Regions from separate parts of the Mus musculus genome. Here region 1 is linked to region 2. A link is a contact called in public Micro-C data. All regions are on one chromosome and are shown on one strand. The core of a region is the stretch at or near the end of the contact, and the rest is flanking DNA. Distances in the headings are between cores, read along the strand shown.

Region 1 (5,844 bases), core at 911-3,410, 300 kb before region 2:
CCCCAATGGAGGAGTTAGAGAAAGGACTGAAGGAGCTGAAGGGGTTTGCAACCCCATAGGAAGAACAACAATATCAACCAACTAGACACCCCCCCCCCAACCAGAGCTTCCAAGAACTAAACCACAAACCAAAGAGTACACATGGAGGGACCCATGACTGCATATGTAGCAGAGAATAGCCTTGTCTGGCATCAATGGGAAGAGAGGCCCTTAGTCCTGTGAAGCCTTGATGCCCCAGTATAGGGGAATGCCATTGCAAGGAGTCGAGAGTGGATGGGTAATCCTCATAGAAGCAGTGGGAGCGGGATGGGATAGGAGGGGAAACCAGTAAAGGGGATAACAGTTGAAATATAAAATAAATAAAATAGCCAATCAAAAGAAAAAAGAAAAAAAAAAAAAGAAAATCTTCCCTTGCAGATGTTGGAGTGTTGTTCACATAGAATCTACTCTCAGATCTCCCTCCTGAGTTCCAGGATCTCCATTCTCAGTTTAGCAACCAAATGCTATTAACTCTTTGACCGATTTAAGCTCTAGGAGCCAGAGAGGAGAGTTTCTTCATTTCTGATCTCTTGAATTAGTGTCAGTGTTTGCTGCTTCAGGGAGCCTCCTAATTTTAGTAGTATTTGCTTTTGGGAGAATGTGTCAACAGCTGTTTTATGGAGGCAAAAATAATGATTTCATATGAATCTTTGTAGGTGGAGTTTGCTCGTAGTTAGTTTTCTGATATATTTAAGGTTTTCTCTTTTTCTTTTCTTCAACAATGGGAACTCATGTCTCGTTTAATTGGTACTTTTTTTATCATTTTGTAATGGCAAATTTATTTCATTGAAATTGTGAAAAAAATTGGCCATCATTTCTTCAGTGTTTTCTACCTCCTTCTCCTATTAGTTCACTAACATGGGGCAACTCCTTAAGGCGTTGTTCATTCTCTGCGTGTTCGTTTACTGTGACAGGTTTTGATCTATAGTCCAGGCTGATCTAGAACTCACTCTGTAGACTCAGCTGGGCTCAACATCACAATCCTCCCATTTCAGCCTCCTGAATACTGAGATCATGATCATTCACCACTAAGCCTGGCACTTTGCCCCCTGCCACCCTCACACTTATGAAAATAACATCTCACTCTTTGTTCATCTGTAGTGATTTCTCTTGATCTATCTGCAACTTCACCTGCTCTTCCCCCCAAATTCCATTTTGGTTGTCAAAAATCACCCACTGGAAATCTTTATTTCCAAAACTGTAATCTTGAACTACAGAATACCTATTTGGATTTTAAAAAAAATTTTCATTTTTGAGATTTGACCCTTGAGATTTCCATCCATTAAAAATATGGTTTGTTGTATTTCATTGCTGATGGATGTAATGGTCTCATCAAAGTTTTGTTTCAACACAAGATTCTTTTTTTTTTTTTTTTTTTTTTTTTTTTGGTTTTTCGAGACAGGATTTCTCTGTGAAGCCCTGGCTGTTCTGGAACTCTCTCTGTAGACCAGGCTGGCCTCGAATTCAGAAATCCACCTGCCTCTGCCTCCCAAGTGCTGGGATTAAAGGCGTGGGCCACCACTGCCTGGTTCAACACAAGATTCTTAATCTACTGCGTTTTGAATCACAAGTTTTCTTTTGCCTGGTACTTTTTTAATTTTGGAAGCCTTTTTGGTCTTGGTTAATATAGTGGCTTTGTAACCACTCCTCTTAATACCAGGAACCTCCACTGGCTCCTTTCTTACTCAGGGTAAATCCAAACCCACTTGCCATGTCCTACCCATCAGTCTGAAGGGTCACATCTTTGGCTTTTTAAGTCATTTGTTTACGTTAGTTCTCAGTACCCGTTCAACACTTCATGTTTTTTTCTAATCTTGAAAGATGGACTTGCTTTACAACTGTGTTTTAATTTTAAACTTCGACAGCAGGGCATTGAATGGGGTCTTTTTCTGCTCCCAGGAATTGAAGGCAAAGACGGGTTAAGAATCCTTCATTTCTCAAGCTAGAGAGCACGGGTTTATGAAGGGCTGAAGAATTCTGAATTCAGGTTATTAGTTAACTTTCTCTACCCTACAACCTGCCCAGACTGGAGGTGGTGAAGAGGGAAGGTGGAGGGGGCGGAGCTCATCCGCGCTGGTGCCGGTCCCTAGTCAGAGGGCGTGGCCCGGCCAACTCTCCGCCCAGTGTGCGCGGCGGGAAGCGGAACTCCCGCGCGCTGGACCGTCTGCTTCTGGCCGAGCGGGGTTTGCGGTGCACCACGGCTTTCTGCGCGGGCGGCATGGAGGAGCGCAGCGATTCCAAACCTACCCCGGGATGTAGCGGGCCTGGCCCGGCTCCCGTTCGCGATGGCGGCGGCGCCCACACATGGGCTCCGGAGGACGCCTGGATGGGCACACACCCTAAGGTCAGGAGGCGCGAGGCCAGCAGGGCGCCGACCCGGCCCTCGGCACCGCGCTCCCTCTCCGGCCCGCGTCTCGGCGGAGGACGCACGCCAGCCTCGCGGCGTGGGGTAGGGGGGGACCCCCGAGTGCAAGGCCACTGGTCGCCCGCAGTGTCATTTTTGTTTGTTTATATGAGTTATATAGTATAGATTAACACCATTCCTGTCATGCTGCCAAGGCCACTCTTAACCCAGAGGCCGCTGATGAGCCCTCCATTAATACCTGTTTTCCTAACTATGTAGTCCTTTCTGAGATGGGCTGAGTCCACAGCTAACCGATCAGAAACAGTTTGTGGACTACGGCTGAGATCTAGGAGTCCGCAAATAATGTATTTAGGCACAGTCGTATTACACTTAGCCTTAGGCCCAAAGTGTGCATCTTGATTCTGTATGGGGACAGAATCCTAATTTTTCTTCTTTCTTGGAAAGCTTGAGTAAGTTCTTGTACAGGCCAGAGAACTATTGACATTGTATTTTCTGTGTTGGCCTCAAGGAAAATAAGGATAACCTTCTGCTTGCTTCTGCTTGGGAAATTGATAACTTTGTATCCGTTAAGCCACAAGCAGTCTGCTGATAATGAATGAAGGCTGTACAGAGACCTCCAGGACTGGTTCATTAATAAAATGGCAACTCCCCCCTTTGAGAGTTATTGAGTCGGATAAGTGTGTTAAAACAATCAAGGAAAGCGAATATTTGTAAATACAAATCTTAAAAAAGGAACCTTTCAGCACTTCATGAAGCTTGGTGGGTTTTTTTATTTTTTGTTTTTGTTTGTTTGTTTTGGTTTTGGTTTTTCGAGACAGGGTTTCTCTGTATAGCCCTGGCTGTCCTGGAACTCACCTTGTAGACCAGGGTGGTCTAGAACTCAGAAATCCGCCTGCCTCTGCCTCCCGAGTGCTGGGATTAAAGGTGTGAGCCATCACGCCCATCTATGCTTGGTGTTTTCTTTGATTTCCCATCATCGACTCCATAAACAATAGCGTGGGAATGTCACTAGTTACCATAACGACAGGGGAGGATGTAGAGAGAAACAGAGAAGACATCAACAGTGACTAGGAACATGGAGGCCAGTTCAGACTTCCCAAGTTTGAATCTTATTTCTGTTTCAAAGTTGGTAAACTTTGACTTGTTTGACTTCATCGCAGTTCTGTTTCAATTTTTTGACGTGTCTCGGTATATTTACCTCTCTTCATTAAAAAATAGGGATAATGGTAGTACTTAACCTCATAGGGTAATGTTTATAAGGTGTCTGACATAAAAAGTACTATATAAGTATTAGTAACCCATTGAAACTCCATCTAGGTTTGATGTTGCCTCTAGACAGTTTTCTTACTTGCAGATTCTTTTCCCATTGAACTTAATGGCTGTATAAACCACCAAATCTTCCTGATTTTTTTTTTTTCTTCCAGGAACAACAAATTAGACCTTGTAGCCTAACACAAAGTGATGTCTCAGTACCACTGTCAAGCACTTTTTGAGATCTGGGGCACGTAAAGTCCTTCTTTTGAACCTGCACATTTATCATGCAGCCAATTAGGTCTGCCCTCTCAAGGTTCTGGAATATCTGATCAGCCATACCTGCCCCACTGTGTGTGGATGCCCAGGGCCTTACCACACCTGCCCCACTGTGTGGATGCCCAGGGCCTTACCACACCTGCCCCACTGTGTGGATGCCCAGGGCCAGGGCCTTACCACACCTGCCCCACTGTGTGTGGATGCCCAGGGCCTCCCTGCAGGGGTAGATTCCTGGGATTTTCCTATTACAGCTAGCAAGTCTGAAAGAAGTAATTTGCTTCTTTAAAGCTCAAATAACTCCCACTCAAGAGCAGGAGGTGTTCAGAATTTAGCAGATTTTTTTCTATATGCAAATTAGATGCCAGAGAAATTGAGGCATCCCATAACGTAGCCCAATGAAAATCTAAATTTTTTTCTGCTCCTGGTGGCAATGATTCTTTATAGACTTGACTTTCTGTAGCTTATTCTTGGTTGCCATAATTTCTCCCACTGGACCATTGCGCTTCTCCATACACTCAAGTCCTGCAAGGCTGACTGCATCTATTCTGTCATGAAAAGATCACCAGTTCATGCCCTGAGAATACTTCCTCTGACCTAGTCTGTTATTGTTTTATAACTCATGCTTTTAATAATTGTCATTTACCTACCAGCTTTAAGTATAGCTAGTCCTCCAGAATGGAGGATTTGCTAAATAATTTTTAATTGAAAACATTTGAAAAAAATATCCTTTACATTGTACATGTGCAGACTTTTATTATTATTTCTAAACATTATGTAGCACTTAAAATAACCTATAGATGGTTTAAAGACTACACAGATTATATATAAATATTCTTGCATTTTATATAAGGGACCTGAATATCCTTAGATTTTGGTGATTGATAAGATAGTGTTTTTCTTGCATGAAGGGAGACTGCATGGATGTATTTAACAATTGTAGATTTCTTTTTTTAGAGGCAGAGATAAGACCTTACATTCTTTTAACTTCCATTATATCCAGAAGATGGTTTATGTCCATATATGTATATATATTTTATATGCATATATTTAGTGAATATTTGTTAAATGAAAGAAAATATTGAGCCATTATTTTCTTCTCTATTTAACAATTCCGTTTTGATTTTCAGTATTTAGAAATGATGGAATTAGATATAGGAGATGCCACCCAAGTTTATATAGCATTCTTGGTTTACCTGGATCTCATGGAGAGTAAGTTGCTTGTTTATATTGGTTTGCTATTGGGGTGTGGGAGGTTGGGGCATTGGGTTGTTATGTAGGGTTGTTCACATATAATAAGCAAACATCTTTTCATTTATTATTAATTTTGCCAGTTAATTTTACATTTCTTTATTGATTTACATTGGGACTTACTAGGTCATGGAAAAGATTAGAAAAACAAAGAGAGGAGGTAATATTACGAGTGCAGTTTGTTCAGCTGAGTATTAGAAGTTTAGAATGCTTATCTTTGCTTTTGAATGAGTGCATATGTCCATTCTTGATGCTCTTTCAGGTAAAAGTTGGCATGAAGTAAACTGTGTAGGAATACCAGAACTACAACTCATCTGCCTCCTTGGCACTGAGATCGAAGGGGAAGGGCTGCAGACGGTGGTGCCTACACCCATTTCTGCTTCCCTCAGCCATAATAGGTGAGCGAGGACTTTTGTCCTAGTTTAAAAGATCCTTGCCTGTTAGACTCTTTGTGGATTTTCTTTCTTTCTTGTTTTTTTCTTCACTTTTATAAGTTCTTTTTATATTTTTGTCAATAATCTTTCATTGGTTGTATGTTCCAGTTTTTAAATCCACCCCGTGACATTTTTAAGGTACGCTTTAACAAGTAACATCATAATTTGAGTATAACCCCATGCACCCATCCTTTCTTTCATGATCACCATTGTTGTGCCTAGCTTAAG
Region 2 (6,453 bases), core at 897-3,396:
ATGTATGAAGTGCTTGCTCTGTGGCCTCTGAGGTGAAGAACAGAGTATATGGTCTTCAGTGTTCTTGATGTGAAAATGTTCCTATGACACACACATTCACCTGCACATTGGATATTGTTCATTTTCATTTTATCACCAGTGAAACTTTGGGGACATGCCCTAAACACTCCCAGAGAATGGTTGACTACTTTTCAATAAACTCAACAGCAATTCCCACCCTTCTTCAAGAAAAAAAAATGTTACAAAGGGGAAAACGCATGCTAAATTTGAGGTTAACATATATTGAAAGTGACCACTCTTGTTTATTTACTTATGCTAGCCATGAAGTGCCACCTGTTTGTGTTCTTCTTGCTTTCCTAGCAAGCTTACAAGGAAGAGATTATGAATTCCACTTCATAGAATGAAAAACTGACTAAAACTTCTACAAGCACTTTCCCTTCTTAACCTCTTCCTTTCGAGGGGCTAGGCGACAAATACAGATTACAGAAAGAAAAATAAACTAAAATATAGGTACGTTATAAAAGAAAAAGGCAATCCAGTTGAGTTTCACGAACAATGTAATATTAGCCTTTGATGTTGAAAAAGAGAGGGAAAAGAATTTAAGACCTGGGGTGGTGGTGCACGCCTTTAATCCCAGGACTGGGAGGCAGAGGCAGGGGGATTTCTGAGTTTGAGGCCAACCTGGTCTCCAGAGTGAGTTCCAGGACAGCCAGGGTTATACAGAGAAACCCTGTCTCGAAAACAAACAAAACAAAACAAAAACCAACAACAGCAACAAAAAGAATTGAATTTAAAAATGAAGAGGCCAACTTTCCAGACACTTAATGGGTGGGTTTTTAGCTTATTTCATTAAGCCAACTTATGAATTTGCTTTTCAATTAAGTGTCATATTACTGTCACAGCTGTGTCTTTTTCTGTCTTCCAACTTCATCCTGGCTGAATGTGGGAAGTGATTCTGCTGTGTGTGTGTGTAATCGGTGAGGTCTGGGGAGGATCTTTTACCACCATTGTTTCCATGGGTGTCCTCGCTCTGGGGGCCTGGCATTCCTCAGGAGTCTAAGGCAATGAAGGAGCAGTGAAGCGCGCAGAAGAGGCACAAAAGAGCCGCAAAGGCTATCAGTGTAGAAAGATCAATTCAGTGTGCACACGAAAGGCCCAGTATGCCTGGGATGAGGAAAAAAATATGCCTTCCTAAAGTGAAGGAAACTGGTTGCCCTGTGGGGGTCCACAAAGAACTGGCCCTCTGGCCAGGGACGATCTTTTTAGGTCCTTTATCAATCTCTCAGCTGGCGCGGCCTCGCCCCTTCTGTCCACAGAGGCTTGGGAGGGTGGGGAAAGCAGAGCAGGGCATCCGCATCTTTCCTCGGCAGGTTTCAGCTTTTTCTAAGTCGCAGAAGCGTCTTCCTTCTTTCATCTTGCAGGCGCTGCAGCTGGGAGACAAGGTGGAGACGCTCAGAGGTGGGTCTCCCGGCCTTGGCTGCGGCTGGCTCTTCCCGGCGGCCAGGGAGGGGTAGGGCGAGGCTGTGCAGCCTTCCCGAGTTAGCTCCAAGCAGCCACAACCCCTCTGTGCGTCCCAGAGCTGTCGATCTGCCTGACAGACTTCTCCTCTCCCGGTTCCTGCCTCAATCCTAGTGAAGCCTCTGTCGGCACCCACACCATCAACCAAGTGACAGGTCCCTGGAAGGCCAGGCAGGATACAGCCTTCCTATCTGGGTCTGTCCTCCAGTTTGCACGGGTGCGCGCGAAATCACACACACACACACCACACACACCCGCCACACAGACCCACAGTCCGCCCTTCCTGCAGAGCACACACCACACACACACACACACACACACACACACACGCACACACACAACTCGCCCTCCCTGCAGCACGCGTGTGCATGCACACACTAAGCTCGCTCCTCTTTTCCCTACAGCACACACACGCACGCACGCACGCACACACAGGCCGACAGACAGACACAAGCGAGCCCACCCTTCTCCCTCCCCGCAGCCCTGGCTGCCCAGCCCCTCTTCCCCGAGCGCCGCGCCCGGCGGCCTCCGCAGGCCCCGCCCCGGGGGAGGAGAGCGGGCCGCGCGCGGGAGCCGGGCAGGGGAGGGGACGGGCGGCGGGGGAGTGTCTGGCTGCCCCCGCCCCTCGAGTGAGCGCCTGGGCGCGGAGGTCCCCTCCCTCCTCGCTCCGAGTCTGCCAGCTCCCGCTCGCTCCCTGCCCACTCCCGGGGGGCCGTTCCGTGGCGCGGCCGCCGCGGCCACCGCTTCTTTCACACTTTAGTTGCCGCGAGCCGCGCGCCGCGCTCAGTGACTGGAGAGAGCTGGCCGCGCGCCGCCTTCCCGCACGCACGCACGCGGGCCCGGCTCCGGGGTTTTCGGCTTTTACTCCAGGCGGCGGGGAGGAGGGGGAGCCCCGGCCACACTGTAGGGAGGAGGAAGAGGAGGACGTGGAGGAGGGAGGAAGAGAAGAGGCGAGGAGGCCAGGGGCGGGGGGCGGGGGGCTTGCCACCTTCAGCCCCCCCCCGCGAGCGCCCAAGGTAAGCGGGGGCCACCTCCGGCGCGCTGGGCATCCCGGGTGGGCGAGGAGGGAGGCCTGCGGGGTGTCTGCCGAAGGGATGGGAGCCGCGATCCCGGTGCTGCCGGCGCTCTTCTCTGGCTGGGGCTGCCGCTGCGGGGCTGCTGGGGCTGCTCGCTGCAAGGGACCGGAGCCAGGCTGGGGGAGTTGGAGGGGGGCGTCTGCTTGCAGGGTGGAGGGGTTGGGATGCGGTTAGGGCTGCTGACGACTTTCGTCACATCGAGGCCTGGGTGGCTGGTGTGAGACACCCCTCCCTTCCCACCCGCACCCCGCGCCGCCCTCAGCCTTCCTGCTCTTCTCTAGCTTTGCCTGTAGCCACTGTTACTTTGCAAGCAGGAGCTGGGAAGGAAAAAAAAAGACACCCAAATTTAGAATCTTTGGCTAAGTCTCCAAGTCCCTTCCCTCGTTCCCACTGATGGATGCGTTTGTGTGGGGGATATGATCCCCGAGATTTCTGAAGTTTTGACCTTTTTGGGGTGGCTTGTTTTCTGTACATCTGCTTGTCTTCCTGGGTGTATTTATTATTCGTGCCCTTGCGCGGCAGCCGGAGGGTGCTTGGTTGTATTACATGAGCAGATTCCTTTCCACCTCTGCAGGCAGTTCGAGAAGTGCCGCGGCGGCTGGGCTGCCTTTGCTGCTTAATGTCCTTCCCTATCATCCGCCCTGCCCCCTCCCTCCAGAGAGAGATATTTTTTATACCCCTCTGTCATGTGTGTGTGGGAGAAGTCCTTAGGCCGAAGAGCTTTCATCGCCCATTCATTCCTCTTGCGAAGGCTCTGAATGGCTCAGGCATGTTGATAACATTTGGGGGGTGCCTATCTTTGCCTGTGGAGTTGCTTGGCCCAAGATAAAAATATACACACCCAAACACGCAGTAATCTTGAGGGAGCAAGCACAGTTTGAGAGGGAAGTGATTTGTTTCCAGTCGGAAGCTGACAACCTAGGAGATACCTTCATCGCCTGTGAGTTCGGAAGAGTGTTTTAAAATAGAGCTTATGCTCTGTGTGGCTGGAAGACAGCCATAAGTTCAGTTGCTCTGCAGCTCTGAAAGTGATACACCCTGACCAACCAGAACCTCAGTGAAGCTCCTCTGTGAAGCTCCTCTGACTCAGACATTGGGAGGGGGCCGCTTGGCCACAGATCCCCTGAACTTTTTTTTTTTTTTAATTTCTCTTTTAGACGTGTGAGGAGCTGACAAGCTCATTACACAAACGGTTATAAGAAACACCTTCCAATTCAAGGCGATGCTGTTCACATTCTACCTAATGAGAATAACCTTTGAGTTTGGTGGAACTGGGATGTACCAGGAGGAAGCAAACATGGGTGGGCCTGGACTACTTCAGTTCCGATGGGGGGGGGGGAAGGAAGATTAGGTGATATTTAAGAAGGGTCTGTTAAGTCCAAGATGCAGAGTTTGGGGGTTTCTACACCCCCACCCCCACCTTTGTACTTATGGAGCAGAGTTATATGGTTAACTGAGTATGTGCAGTGTTTTTAGCAATCCAATTGATGGGATTTGGAAATTCATCTGGACTCCATCATCTGTTTTTGTCCCCCTACTTAACAAGTAGGAAGGGTCCCTGGGATGGAACAGCCCGGCACATTTAAAGCCATTAAATGCTGGCACTAGTACTTCCGAGATCAGGCGCTCAGCGTTCTAGTGGGTGGTACTGTGCGAGCTAGGTTTCAAGCACAGAAACACAAGTGCTCTGGACCCCTTAGATGGGAGGATGTCTCAAGAGGGCTGAGGTGCCTCTGGCCTTTAGCTTGCAGCTCACTTGGAATATAAACTCTCTTTACACCCCATCAAATTTGGAACATAGACCCCACTTGCCCTCCCTCCACTGACTGTGTGGTTGGTAGAGAGAATCCACATCCTTCAGCAGGGAGAAGTTCATTCTAGAAGGATCCCAGCTTCTTCTTAGCTTCTTCCTTTTTCAGGGTTAAAAGTTTCCACTCCAAGTTGAAAAAAAAAAAAACTGACAATTTTGTTTTCTTGTTACCTCTTCCCCAGCCTACCTCCCTTAATCATTTTGTATGGATCTCTTGGACAGTGATAGGGCACTGTACAAACTGTTTTAATGAGATCCTATCTTAAAGGAGGTGGACAAAGTTTTTGAGGATAACACCTGAGGCTCTTGTGTTCTCTCTCTCTCAAAAGGAGAGACTTAAATGTCTCAAGGAGTCACAGATGCGATGAAGAGCATCCCCATTCAGGGGTGCTGTGTGACTGATTGACATGTGGTACTGAGGATGAAGATGGTTCACACCTTGTACCATGTCCAGGCTGGAGGCATTTTTTAGTATTGTGTTGGGTTGGCATTGAGCAAGCTCTGCTCAACGTTGTATCTGAAAAATGGCTTGCTCTCGGCTCTTGTGTGGCCACTTCTACTGCATATTCCTTATCAGAGAAGTTGTCAAAAGCTGTGCCCCTGTGCTTCCCTTAAGTCCAAAGAATGCAGGAGACGTTTATACGGAGGAACCTAAGTGTGTCAATAGCCATGTAAACACCTTTAGTGACAGGCATGTTTAAATAAAAAGGTAAGGGGGATTTCCTATCCTTCAAAGTTTTCTTCAGGTACTACTTTGAAGATGGCTCAAAGGGGAGCCTTTGGTAATTCTGGCTGGACACTGACAGAAGACTGTGGGTTAATGCCCAGCTCATGCTATCTTATAATACAATGCCTTGCTTTCTCCTTTGGGTTGTTAGAATTGAGTCTAAAGGGGGCGTGGCATCGCTTTGTGTGTCAGGAATGTAATTTTCCTCCTGCTGTGTGGCTGATGTCTCAGGCTGTGGGTAGTGGTTTAAACTGTTTAATTCCACCTCTCCTCATGGCTAAACTCTTGAAACCTAAACTCAGCAGAGTTTTGGGTTTGAGGCTGTGCATGGGAATGAACGGGGGTCTTTCAGCAAGCCTTCTGAGCAGCACCCTGCCCATTGTCAGCCAGAGGAGAGACTTGGCACATTTGCTCTTACAATGCAATTTAATGTGAAAGTGGTTTTTATGTAAAAGTTGATTTGCCTCTAACTCTTCAGGATCGTATTGACTGTGTAAAGCGACCCCAACATCTCGTAAGTAAGGACTCACTCTGATAATGGAGGGGCTAGACTCGGTTTCATGAAAAAGCACAGCACTTCAAAAATACTATTTTGGAAATGATTATAGGATAGGCTGCACCCCACCGTGCATGGAGGGCTATGAGAGATGATACAGGTATGAAGACCCCACACAGTGTTCATGGTGAGTGTTCAGGGCGTCTCTGATCCTCCTTTGCTTTTAATTTATAGTATATTCGTGTGTACTGGAACACATGTACATATGTATGCAGAGGGCAGAGGGCACCTTGCAGGAGTTTTCTTCCTTCACCTTGTGGGTCCTGGGGGTCAGACTCAGGTTGTCAGTCTTGGTAGCTGGCACCCTTATCTGATGAGCCACGTCACTGACCCAAGTAGAAATAATTTTATGTTACTAATATGTTTTTAGTAAGTACATTTATTTTAAGCTATGTCATGGTGCTTTGAGCTTCACTCCATAGTGTGGGGGGAGTAAATCGTATTTAGATAGGTTCTTGATAAATTCTGAAAAGCAGATTGCAACAGACAGTACGCGCACACACACACACACACACACATATACACACACACACACACACACACGCACACGCCTTTTGTGCAAGAAGAACTGCAATAGTAAAACTGCATTTAAAAAAACAGTGACAGTTTTGACTTTTAGGGCTCATAATTCAAGAGCCTATCTGAAGTGGTGTGTAAATTATACGCATACATATTTTTAATGTATGCAGTCATTTAGCCTGACTGTCTCAGCTCTGAAGTTTAATTTTATAAGTTACAGTTGCAGTAAGAAACAACGTAACATGCT

The links. A called contact is a pair of places that touch in the nucleus more often than the background predicts.
Region 1: a contact with region 2 is called in a Micro-C map of embryonic stem cells, with 1.8 times the contacts expected there. The contact joins the promoter of Tsen15 here to the promoter of 1700025G04Rik in region 2. A contact is called at or near these places in 3 of 39 promoter capture datasets (the 3T3-L1 cell line, hippocampal neurons and neural stem cells), 13 of 484 Hi-C or Micro-C datasets (adipose-derived mesenchymal stem cells, cerebellar granule neurons, cerebellum and 8 more), 8 of 115 datasets of contacts at active chromatin or transcription factors (embryonic basal ganglia, embryonic forebrain, embryonic hindbrain and 5 more) and 3 of 9 other capture datasets (liver, macrophages and pancreatic islet).

Annotation. Positions count from the first base shown.
Region 1 is chr1:152,382,998-152,388,841 of GRCm38.p6, reverse strand. Tsen15 (tRNA splicing endonuclease subunit 15) reads left to right here and starts at 2,160. Exons shown (of 5, transcript NM_025677.3): 1 at 2,160-2,383; 2 at 5,062-5,143; 3 at 5,445-5,580. The coding sequence starts at 2,258.
Region 2 is chr1:152,086,013-152,092,465 of GRCm38.p6, reverse strand. It overlaps 1700025G04Rik (RIKEN cDNA 1700025G04 gene), which reads left to right and starts at 2,146. Exons shown (of 6, transcript NM_197990.3): 1 at 2,146-2,534.